2 separate regions of the Mus musculus genome follow, and region 2 is linked to region 1. Evidence: chromatin contacts called from public Hi-C data. All regions are on one chromosome and are shown on one strand. Each heading gives the region's core, a stretch centred on a gene start, on an enhancer-like site or on the middle of the called end of the contact. The rest is flanking DNA. Distances are from core to core; before and after follow the strand shown. Region 1 has its middle 20 kb from the start of Itpr2. Region 2 holds the start of Tm7sf3 (transmembrane 7 superfamily member 3).

Region 1 (5,212 bases), core at 1,994-4,493:
ATCCACCCATCCACCATCCACCCATCCACCCATCCACCATCCACCCATCCACCCATCCACCATCCACCCATCCACCATCCACCCATCCATCCATCCACCCATCCACCCATCCACCCATCCACCCATCCACCCCCCACCCATCCATCCAAATGTATAGGCGCAGTCATTTCTGTTTCACCTAGTGTGTGTGTTGTCTGTGTGAGTGATTTCTTTCCTTTCCTTTCTTTTCTCCCTGGTGCACTTCCTGGTCAGCAAGGGGCCCCTGGCTGACTTGCTGGAGAAAGGAGCACCAGCAGTAAATCCTTTTACTCAATTCCCTGCTGCCAAACAGCATGTGTTAATTGTAATTTGCCAGAATTTAACACTTATTTAATTAAGCACAGAACAGTAAGAAAGAGTTGGGTTTTTAGCACAGAAAAGGAAGATTTAAGCAGCAGTTAAGTTTTTAGCACTTACTAAAACACCTCAGGAGTTAAGTACTAGGAACTAGTAGGATAGCAAAGAGTTAAGGTGAATGTGATCAAAAGTAAGCTGCTTTTGTCCCAGCCTTCACAACTCCTGCCACCACAGCCATCAACACCCCTATTGCCACCTTCCTGGAAACCCTATAGATGCCAGGAAGGTCAGCAGCACTCATTAAATAACATAACCAGGACAATTGCCACAGAACCTTAACCTGGACAGTTTCACACAGGAGTGCCCAGGAGTCCAGATGATAATCCTAACTGGCACACTAAGACAGAAGTGCAGAGGAGACAGGCCCTGGATTGTCTAAAACAGTGGTTCTCAACCTTCCTGGTGCTGGGATCCATTAATACAGCTCTTCATGTTGTAGTGAAGAGGCTCAGGGACTTTGAAAAGGTCACGGAACACTTGCCCCTCCAGAAGGGGGAGGCTAATTAACATTCTTCAGACCACAGGGTGGGGAACCGACCTGCAAGTGGGGACACATTTGGCAGGATGCAGGACGGACCATTGGCCACCTACAGACAAGGAAAGTCCTTGCCACCTCATTCCCTAAAGACCATTCAGTTTAAAAAGTCACACTGTTCTGCCAATCACATTGCGCCTAATGGCTGCTGCCCTGAAAACTGTATAAAAAGCTCACTGAACGAGCTGTGCAAGGTCGCCACTTCACCTTTGGTGTAGGACGAACCCAACGCGTTGGAACAATAAATTCCTCTTGCTTTTTGCATCGATTCCCGGCTCCTTGTGGTTCACTCAGGGGGTCCCCAGTAAGCTAAGGCTTGCCAGAGTCTTATAGTAGTGACTGAAGGGGTTCTAGCAGGCAGAGCAAGGCACACATGCCAAACATATCTCGCTTCTTTATCTCTTCCCCCCCCCCTTGGAAAAAAACAATATATTCCTGAAGGTCTATTCTCTTATTTGGTTGCTGACTCATTCCTGAGACAAAACACAAATGTCCAACTATCAAATTTCATCAATTGTCTTAACATATCCAGTCGGGATTTACCAACTCACCCTAGCTCAGGCTCCCCATTTTCCCCCTTAAACTTCTTTCTCCTGCAGAAACACTCTTGCTTTTTCTTACACGCGTTCACGCGACTGGCCAGGAAGAACACAGCAAACCAGAATCTTCTGTGGCAAAACTTTATTGCTTACATCTTCAGGAGCAAGAGTGCAAGAGAGCAAGAGCTCTATTGCTTACATCTTTAGGAGCCAGGGCGCAAGAGCGCAAGAGCTTTATTGCTTACATCTTCAGGAGCAAGAGTGCAAGAGAGCGAATGGCGAAACCCCGTCCCTTTTAAGGAGAATTATTCTCCGCCTAGGACATATTACTCCCTGATTGGCTGCAGCCCATCGGCCGAGTTGTCGTCACGGGGAAGGCAGAGCACATGGGGTGGAAAACTACCCTTGGCACATGCGCAGATTATTTGTTTACCACTTAGAACACAGGATGTCAGCGCCATCTTGCAACGGCGAATGTGAGGGCGGCTCCCCACAGCTTTTCTTGCTGCCACTCCTCCAGGGTAGTAAATCACCTTTGTGTTGAGAATTTGGTGTCTGGGTATGTCCTGTACTGATGGGGTAGGGGTGACTCCCTTTTCAGGGACCCGACCATAAAATTATTTTTGTTGCTACTTCATAACTGTAATCTTGCTCCTGTAATGAATTACAATGTAAGTAATTTTGGAGACAGAGGGTTGCTAAGGGGGTCACAACCCGTAGGTTGAGAACCACTGGTCTAAAGCAACTGCTCTGATTCTTAAGGAAGCTCTGTCTCCCAGGTGGCCAAGAAGCAGCCGATTTGAATTCTTCCCAGGTGAAAATTTGATCCAATTACCAAATTTTAAGCAAACCATTCGGTTAACTACTGAGGTCTTTTAGGTCTCACCTGACAGGATGTGGCTTGTAAGCTGGTGGCTTTGTTCTATGTGGGCTGTTCTGTGTTCTGTCTTGGTTCTTTGTGGTATTGTCCCTTCCCTGCAAGGTTGCTGCTAGCTCCTTCCACCCTTTTGGCTGACACCTGACAATGGTTGCCTTGCTGCCTGGTGATTTTGCAGGCTGAGCTGAGCCTGGTGGCTGTCCCTGACGGACATGGCAGAACCTGGCCTGCTCCAGTCCTCTTGGAATTTCTCCCTTGTTCTCTCAAACTGAGTCTTACAGATAATCCATGTCACAGGGGATGGAGAGATGGCTCAGCAGGTCAAAGTGAATACTGCTCTTGCAGAGGACCCAAGTTCAGCTCCTGTACCCACACCATGCACTCCAGTTCCAGGTCTCATGCAACATTGTTCCTGAGGAGTCATGAACAAGCATCTAATCAAATAGGAAACCAGTGACTCACACTTCAAAGAAAGGAAACCACTAAGTCCAACGTGGTGAACCAATGAGTTTCACTGGGGTTCTTATAGAAGTATGGTTGAGGAGTTACTCACAGGAGCAGAAATGACTCAAAGACAGCTACATTACCAAAGCCCACCCCAGCATGGGTGACAGCTCACAAAAGGTGGATACCTGGAGTGCACTGCACAGCCTATGGGCATATCGATAGCTGGAGAGGTTTTTGTTTTGTTTTGTTTGTTTTTTCCAGGCAGTTCAATTGATCTGAGCTGCTTCCAGGTAACTGAGTTGTCTAAGAGTATCTCTTAGGGGTCCTTACTGCTCATATACACTTGAAGAGAGAGGGGCCTAGTGAGTCTTGTCAGTTTTAGGAACTTTTTGAAGCTTCTGAATTGTTTACTTTCTAAGCTTTATGAATTCCCCTGCAGGATGCAGTGTTTCACTTTCCTTTAGATCACTGGTAGGCAATCTCTGAGTTGCAACCCCTCTGGCAAACTCCTATCTCCAAAAGTATTTACATTACAATTCATAATAATAACAAAATTACAGTTATGAATTAGCAACAAAAATGAATTTATGGTTGAGGTCACTACAATATAAGGAACTGTATTGAAGTGTCACAGCACTAGGAAAGTTGAAAACCACTTCTTTAGAACATCTGGTGTCTTAGTAAGTTTCCCTATAAAAAGGAAGGTTTTTTTTCTAGGGGCAAATTGTAACAAAACAACGGACTATGATACCCTCTTCTGGACTCTGCGGACACCTGCAAAACCTCCCCTGCCTGCAACTACATCTTTTTAGAAAGAGAGTTCATCTTACATTAATAAGTAGATTTTTTTTTCTTTCTTATTGGTCATCTTAGTCCATTTCTATTGTGATACTAGAATACCTGAGACTGGGTATTCTTAAAGAAAAAGAGGGCTGTTAAGGTCATGATTCTGCAGGTACAGAGTCCAAGGTTGGGCAGCTGCTTGTGAGAGCCTCTGCTACTTCAGGCATGGCAGCAGGTAGGAGAGTAAGCATACGGCAAAATTAGGAAATGAAAGAGATCAAATACTCTTGAGATAACTAACCCACTCCTACAGGAACTACATGAATCTCTTTGGGGCATGGAGGGTGGAGTCTCCATGCCCCAAATACCCCTCAAAGATGCCTCACCTCAGAGCACTGCTATAAAATAAGTTCACTAGGGACAAACCACATGCAAACCTCTGTGTTGATGTGAGGATGTGTGTTAGAGCCATTAATGGCTGAGACTATTAAAATGGCATTTCCAGGTTGGCAAGATGGCCCAGTGAGTAACGGTGAATGCTATCAAGCCTATTGACCTGAGTTCAACCCCTTAATCCCATATGATGTGTTCTGATTAGTTATTCTTATGAACTTGACACACTCTAGAGACACTTGGGAAAAGGGAACATTAATAGAGGGGTTGCCTCAGTCAGATTGGCTCTGGGTGTAGTCATAAGAACTTGTTTGTTGCTAGTTGATGTAGGAGGGTCCAGCACACTGTGGGCTCAGGCAGGTGGTCTGTCTGAGGACGCTAGCCGAGCATGAGAGGGAGTATGAGAGTGTTCCTTTGTAGTTTCTGCTTCAGTCCCTTTATGAGTTCCAATATGACTTCCCTCCAGGATAAATTGTGATCTAGAAGTATAAGCCGAATAACCCCTTTCCTCCCAAGACACTTTTGGTTATGGTATTTTTTTACAGCCACAAAGAGGAAACAAACATGATGGAAGGTGAGATCAGAGGATCCCGAGTTGTCTGCTATCTCCACATGTGTCTTACAGCATGTGTCTGCCCCCACATGTACATGCAAACAATATATAAATAAACAGCAGCATTTCTGCACACCTACTGTATTATAATCTCACACCTCTCACTTCAGCCTTGAGATTATGCTAATAATACATAATGAGAAAAATTGGTTTCCATATAGCTCAGAGAAGATTTAAAATATTCTTTGACAAATATGTTATGTATGTAAGTGAATGCTAAAAAGACTCATGAGGATGAGGAGAGAGAGGCCTTGTCTCTGTTAGGACAATGCGGTGCTTTTCTGTTGTGAGTCATTATTTTCTAGTTTCCTATTGCAATGTGACTTATTTGTATCTTATCAGAGGTTAGGCAGAGTTATTACAAATAAGTTTATGTTGCCCCTCTTTATTGATGGGGGAGTGTGGCCCAAAGACCCTGAAACTGTGGATACTGCAGAACCCAATGCTAACCATGTCGTGTTTTCGTATACATACATATCTATTACAGAGTTTAATCTATAAACTAGGCAGAGTAAGAAATTAACATTATGAAAAAAATAAGAACATTGTAACAGTGTGCTCTACAGAAGTTTCTATGTTTTATTTTCCAACCTGATGGACCTTTGGTAACTGGTCCTGCAGCAAACCAA
Region 2 (5,510 bases), core at 665-3,164, 110 kb before region 1:
CAGCTGTAGTAGCTTAGACAGTTGCGGCAGGAGGCAACAATCTTCCAATGTTGTTCTAAACAAACAAACAAACAAAACCCAAGCACTGAATTCCTTTATTTATTATTTTATTTTATTTTATTTTATTTTATCTTATTTTATTTGCAAAGGGCTCTTAAGCACAAACAGGGGTTCTTTGCAGCAGGAGGTTGAGGCCAGCCTGGGCTACATAGTGAATTCTAGGCTATCCTAGGCTACCAATGAAAGGCCCAAGACCGTGTCTCACAAAACCAAAATAAGTAATAATAATTAAAACAATAAAGAAGCACAAGGAATGTAGCTGATACTTGAGAGAAGCAGGCATGTGTTTAATGTGTGTGATATGACGACTTGGGATGTTTGGTTTAATGTGTGTGATATGACGACGTGGGATGTTTGTATTCCTCTGTTACCCTTACCTGGAAATCATGGATACCTTCATGCTGACTTTCAGAGCACACCCATGCTGCAGACACAAGGATACTTTAAGTCAGCTGTTCTCAACCTGTGGGTCTCAAAACCCTGGGGGGGGGGATCATTTCACAGGGGTCACCTAAGTCCATGGAAAACACAGACATTTATGACATAGCAATAACAAAATTATAGTTATAAAGTAGCAACAAAAATAATTTTTTGGTTTGGGGTCACCATAACACGAGCTGTATTAAAGGGCTGCAGTATTAGGAAGGTTGAGAACCACTGCTGTAAGTGGTGTTGCATAGGAATGACTCCAGCACTGTCCATTATGTTAATTTGTTTACTGATTTTATCATTACTATTTTTCAACAGTCTCACTATGTATGGAGTCTGTGTTCTCCTGTTCTTGGCAAGCTTCCTACCTCAGCCTCCGAAGTGCTGGAAAAACAAGCACCAGACATCCTGCCTTTTCCATTTAAAATGTTATCAATTTATTTTAAAATAGGTTTAGGTTACAGGAAAAATTGCAAAATTTCTCATACATTTTACATCCGTTTCTATCATGGCTGTCATTGGTATCCTACATTGAGACATATCTCAGTGAAAAGAGTGCGACAGGTTATATTATTAACTCAAGTTTGTGTTATGCTTGTTTTTTTTTTTTTTTTTAAGTTTTCCCCAGTCCCCTTTTCATAAGTGCCTTTTAAGATACTAAGAATCCTATTTGTGGCTTGGGGCACCTCACTGTGCCTCAATATCTCAATAAAATATGAAATTCATTAGTGGTGGCACAAGTTTATCTTCCCAGCCCTTGGGAGGAAGTAGCGAGAGGTCAGAAGTTCAAGGTCATCTCTACTGCATAGCAGCTGGAGGTCACTCTGGATTGTGAGAGACCTAGTCTTAGGAGGGAGAGAGAGAGAGAGAGAGAGACAGAGAGAGAGAGAGAGAGAGAGAGAGAGAGAGAGAGAGAGAGAGAGAGAGAGAGAGAGAGAGAGAGAGAGAGAGAGAGAGAGAGAGAGAGAGAGAGAGAGAGAGTTATTTTGCACAATTAGAATGACAAAAAGTAGCTGGGTGGTGGTGGTGCATGCCTTTAGTACCAGCAGAGGCAGGCGATTTCTGAGTTCAAGGGCAGCCTAGTCTACAGAGTGAATTCCAGAACAGCTGGGGCTACACAGAAAAACCCTATCTTGAAAAAAAACAAGGAATAAAAGGAAAAGAAAAAAGAAAGACAGAAAGAGGAAGAAGAAAAGAGAAAGAAGAAAAAAGGAAGGAAGGAAGGAAGGAAGGAAGGAAGGAAGGAAGGAAGGAAGGAAGGAAGGAAGGAAGGAAGGAAGGAAAGAAGAAGAGAGAAAGGAAAGACACAAAAGCAAGAACTCGTCCCGGCTTGCCCCGTGAGCCCGGGGAGCCCAGAAGCCCCGGCAGGAGGCGCGCGCCCGCAAGGGCCGGCCGGGGACGCGCGCGGCTGTCGTGCCGGAAGCGCGCGCCCGGCGGGGCTGGGGCGGCAGGTGCACGCGCGGGGCCGGCGCGCTAAAGCGATGCGCGCGGGCGCTCCGGGGTAGCAAGCGACCTGGCCTGCGCGCCCCTGGCCCGCGCGCCCCGGCCCGCAGCGATGTGGCGGCTGCGCCTGCTGGTCCTAGCGGTGCTGGCGGCGGGCAGCGCCGAGGCCCAGGCGAACTCCAGCGACGGTGAGCTTCCCGAACTTGCCTCCGCTCCTGCAGCAGGGCCGCAGGCTGCCCGGCTCTGTGCAGCCCTCCCCGGTTGCAGATGCGCGTCAGGCCGCGGGTTCGGGACCGTGTCCATCCTGCCAGCGCCTGGTTTGGGCTGGGAACCGGGAAGAGATAAGTAGCCCCCTTTGAGGCATTCTTCCCGGCAGGGAGCAGCCATGTTTGTGGTTTTAATTGGACGCATTGAAACGGCCTTTTAAACTGAATTTCGGGGAGGACGCCTGTAAGCGCAGCACCCCTGAGGCTGCGACAGGAGGATTATGTGTTCGAGACCGCCCGGAGAGTGAGCGTCAGGCCCAAACTAAAACCAAACCGAACCCGTCGGCTACCGGTAGCAAAGTCCATCGAGGAACTAAGGCGTTCCACGCAGTAGCTGACTTTGATACTCCGAAATCTAGTTGCTTTTTTAACTGGGTGACGATTTGCAGTTTGAGAGGAAAAATGAGCCAGTGATGGGACGTGAAATCCTAGGTCTTGTGCTGAGAGAGAGGGGTTTAGCGACTGTTGGGCAGGAGCGGGGGCGTTAATGGGAAGCATGAAAAGCACTAATTGTGCCACGCTGGTGGTCACGTGTTGTTTCTGGCTGCGTTAAGTACATTCCTTGTTTTGAGCTCTAGACAAGTAGCAAATACAATAGTCTTCTGAGTGATGGGATCATTTCTCCTAATGTTTATCTGTGAAAAGCCAGGGATAGTACCGCACTTTAGGATCTTCGAGTACAACTAAGGCCAGTACTGAAAAGTACAAATATTTGTGTGTTAAGTGTATACACACACACACACACACACACACACACACACACACACACACACACACACACACCTATTTTCTTGAAGAAAACTCTGGCTTACAGCAGAGAGGAAGCATTGGCCTCTGGCCCTGGCTGAATGCTAGGTCCGTTTCACAGCCTGAGTACTCTAATCCTCAACGCCCCAGGAGCTAGCAATCAATCCAACCCTCTGGAGGCTCCAAATGCTCGTTTGCTACAAACGTAGCAACACCTGGTGTGTTGCCCTGCAAGTTGCATGACCCCTGCACTTCAGCAAAGCCACTTTCTGAGAGGAATATCTTGCCCCCGGGCTGGGGATGTAGCTGAGTTGGTAGAGTGTTCGCCTAGCATTTAAGCAGGCCTGGTGCCCTTCCTGAGCATGGCATGGACTGGGTGTGGTGGTACAGGCCTAGACCCCAGCATTTAGAACGTGGAGAATCCAGAGTGCAGAATCAGATTCAACTATATAAGGATTCGGAGGCCAGCCTGGACTACGTGAGACCCTATCTCAAAAAAAAACCAAAAAAACAAAAACAAAAATCAAACAAACAAAAAACCCCCAAACCTTTCACAGCATAATGCTGTGTTATATTTAATCTGCGAGTGCGTATCTTCGGAACATCCTTCTGAAGGTGGGAGAGAGGAAGGGTTGAGCTTGGGGTTGATTTGGAAAGCTCCTGTGTCTGGAGGCCTGGGAGCCAGAGCTTTTATTTCCAGTTTGGAGTTTCAGTACTTAATATCCGGAAACTTTTCACAGAAAGAGAAGCACTTAGTTGAGGATTGGGGTTTTCCTTACCTTGTCTCACCTCTGATTACGGCACGGCACTGCTGCCTTCCTGTGTGCTGTTCTTTCTGTTTTAAGTTAGTATTATTGTGTGCAGGAGAGGGATAGAACTGAGACACTCAACAGCTGTGTGATTAAAAGCTGATATTCCCCATCTGGCTGGTGAAAGGCAGCATGGACATTACAGACAGTCGAAGGGTGAGCCTCCCGTGGATGGCGGAGCTGGGGTTATGGTACAGGTGACAGCAGCTGTACCTCTTGCCCTGAGTGTTTGGACTGAGAATTAGTCCACTTAGGAGGGATGCACTTTGTCGCTGCTCCTAAAGTTGGCTGCTGTGTCAGACAATGGAGGGAAGTCTAAGGTGCCTTTTAGTAACGCAGTCGACGAGGGAGTTAGTTGGGTGGTTTTAAGATACGGATCTGATTGGGAAAGAGGAGAAGATGAGGAGTGGAAGGTCTTCTAGAATGGAGTTAGTGGAAGGAAAAAGAGACTCTGGCTGGTTAAAGATGGAAAGTACGTATGAAAATAGAAAACCTGACCCTCCCATGCTGATGGCAGTTTGGGTTGCTTTTGAAATGTCAGATAAAGCAGAGCCATCACTCTCCCAAGTTCCGTTCGAGTAACCACGCCATCTTGACTGGGCCGCCTGCTCTGTAACAACCTTTGATGTGCTGTCTGCTTCCCACACCCCAGTCATAAGATCTAATTACGCCAGTCAAATGTTTCTGGTGACTCCTTCTCCTGACGGCTTGGAGGCCAGGGTAGGGTCCTATTAACTTCTGCAGGATGTATTTTGGGTATGTCTTCTATTGCCAAGTCTCTTGTGAATAGGAATTAAATGCCGTTTCCAGCCAGGTTGGCTGTCTCAAGCTTGTCATAACCCAGCTAGCTGTTTGGGAAGTTGAGGCAGAAGGATCACAATAGAGTAAGGTCCAAGGCAGTTCGGGCACCTTAGACTCTGTCTTGAAATGCAAATGTTAAAGAGCTAGGGTGTGGTTTAGTGCTGGATGGCCTGCTCGGAGCTTGAGAGGCCCTAGGTTCAATCTCCAGTACTAGAAAACAACTAAATAATAATAAAAGCAAACAAAAGGAAATTAAATTAAATTTCTATCATGTATGTGGCAAAAGCAGTTTAGTCTTAGAGAGACAGAGAAAGAGACAGGGAGAAAGAGAGAGAGAGAGTGTGTTATTCCACACCCCTGTTCTTCTCTCTCATTTCTGGGTTATTTTTGGTGGTACTGGGAATTGAACTCAGAGCTCTGTTCAAACATCTACCATAAGCTATACCCCAGGCCCCACCTTGAGTAAGTATCTCTGTGGAAGTCCCCTCAATGCAGCTTATGATAGGCAGGGCATCTCTGTGAGGACAAATTAATCCTCTCCTCACTAGTGTCTTTGTGGGGCCAACCTGAGGATGCCTGAACATTTTTGCGTCTCCAAAGCACTGGCAGGCTTCAGAAGTTCATGGTCCCTGCTAGGCAGCTCCTCTAGGTTATAAAACCATCCTCCCATTTGTTGGGTGGTTTCTGTAGCATAGCTGCTTCCCTTTAACTGCAAGAGAACAAAGGCCCAGAGGAAATAAATACCTTGCCTTAAGTCACAGAGTTCAGTCAGTGTTGAACCGGCTTTCACTGCCAGGCCACTGATACAGTGCCAGACACTGGATCATCAGATATGACAGAGACCTTCATAGCCAGGAGGGAAACCACAGGCACTGGGGTTAAAATGCAGCCTTCTGTACAAATTGTGCAATGGTTCTGGTCCAGCAAATCATTGCCTTGCACAAAGCAGCTCGGT

Evidence for each region. A called contact is a pair of places that touch in the nucleus more often than the background predicts.
Region 2: a Hi-C map of Th1 cells shows a contact between it and region 1, with 2.3 times the contacts expected there. The contact joins the promoter of Tm7sf3 here to the enhancer-like site in region 1. A contact is called at or near these places in 2 of 39 promoter capture datasets (the C10 cell line and pre-B cells), 1 of 484 Hi-C or Micro-C datasets (Th1 cells), 4 of 115 datasets of contacts at active chromatin or transcription factors (the SCID.adh cell line, embryonic stem cells and memory CD8 T cells) and 2 of 9 other capture datasets (adipose tissue and liver).

What each region holds. Positions count from the first base shown.
Region 1 is chr6:146,519,277-146,524,488 of GRCm38.p6, reverse strand. No RefSeq gene overlaps it. Among named protein-coding and RNA genes, the nearest start is that of Itpr2, 20 kb to the right of the region's middle. Within about 2 kb of position 3,243, at least 60 of the 459 cell types and tissues checked have an H3K27ac peak or open chromatin away from gene starts, as enhancers often do. A contact at or near this core is called in the SCID.adh cell line, Th1 cells and memory CD8 T cells, where this site is marked.
Region 2 is chr6:146,630,996-146,636,505 of GRCm38.p6, reverse strand. Tm7sf3 (transmembrane 7 superfamily member 3) reads left to right here and starts at 1,914. Exons shown (of 12, transcript NM_026281.2): 1 at 1,914-2,120. The coding sequence starts at 2,045.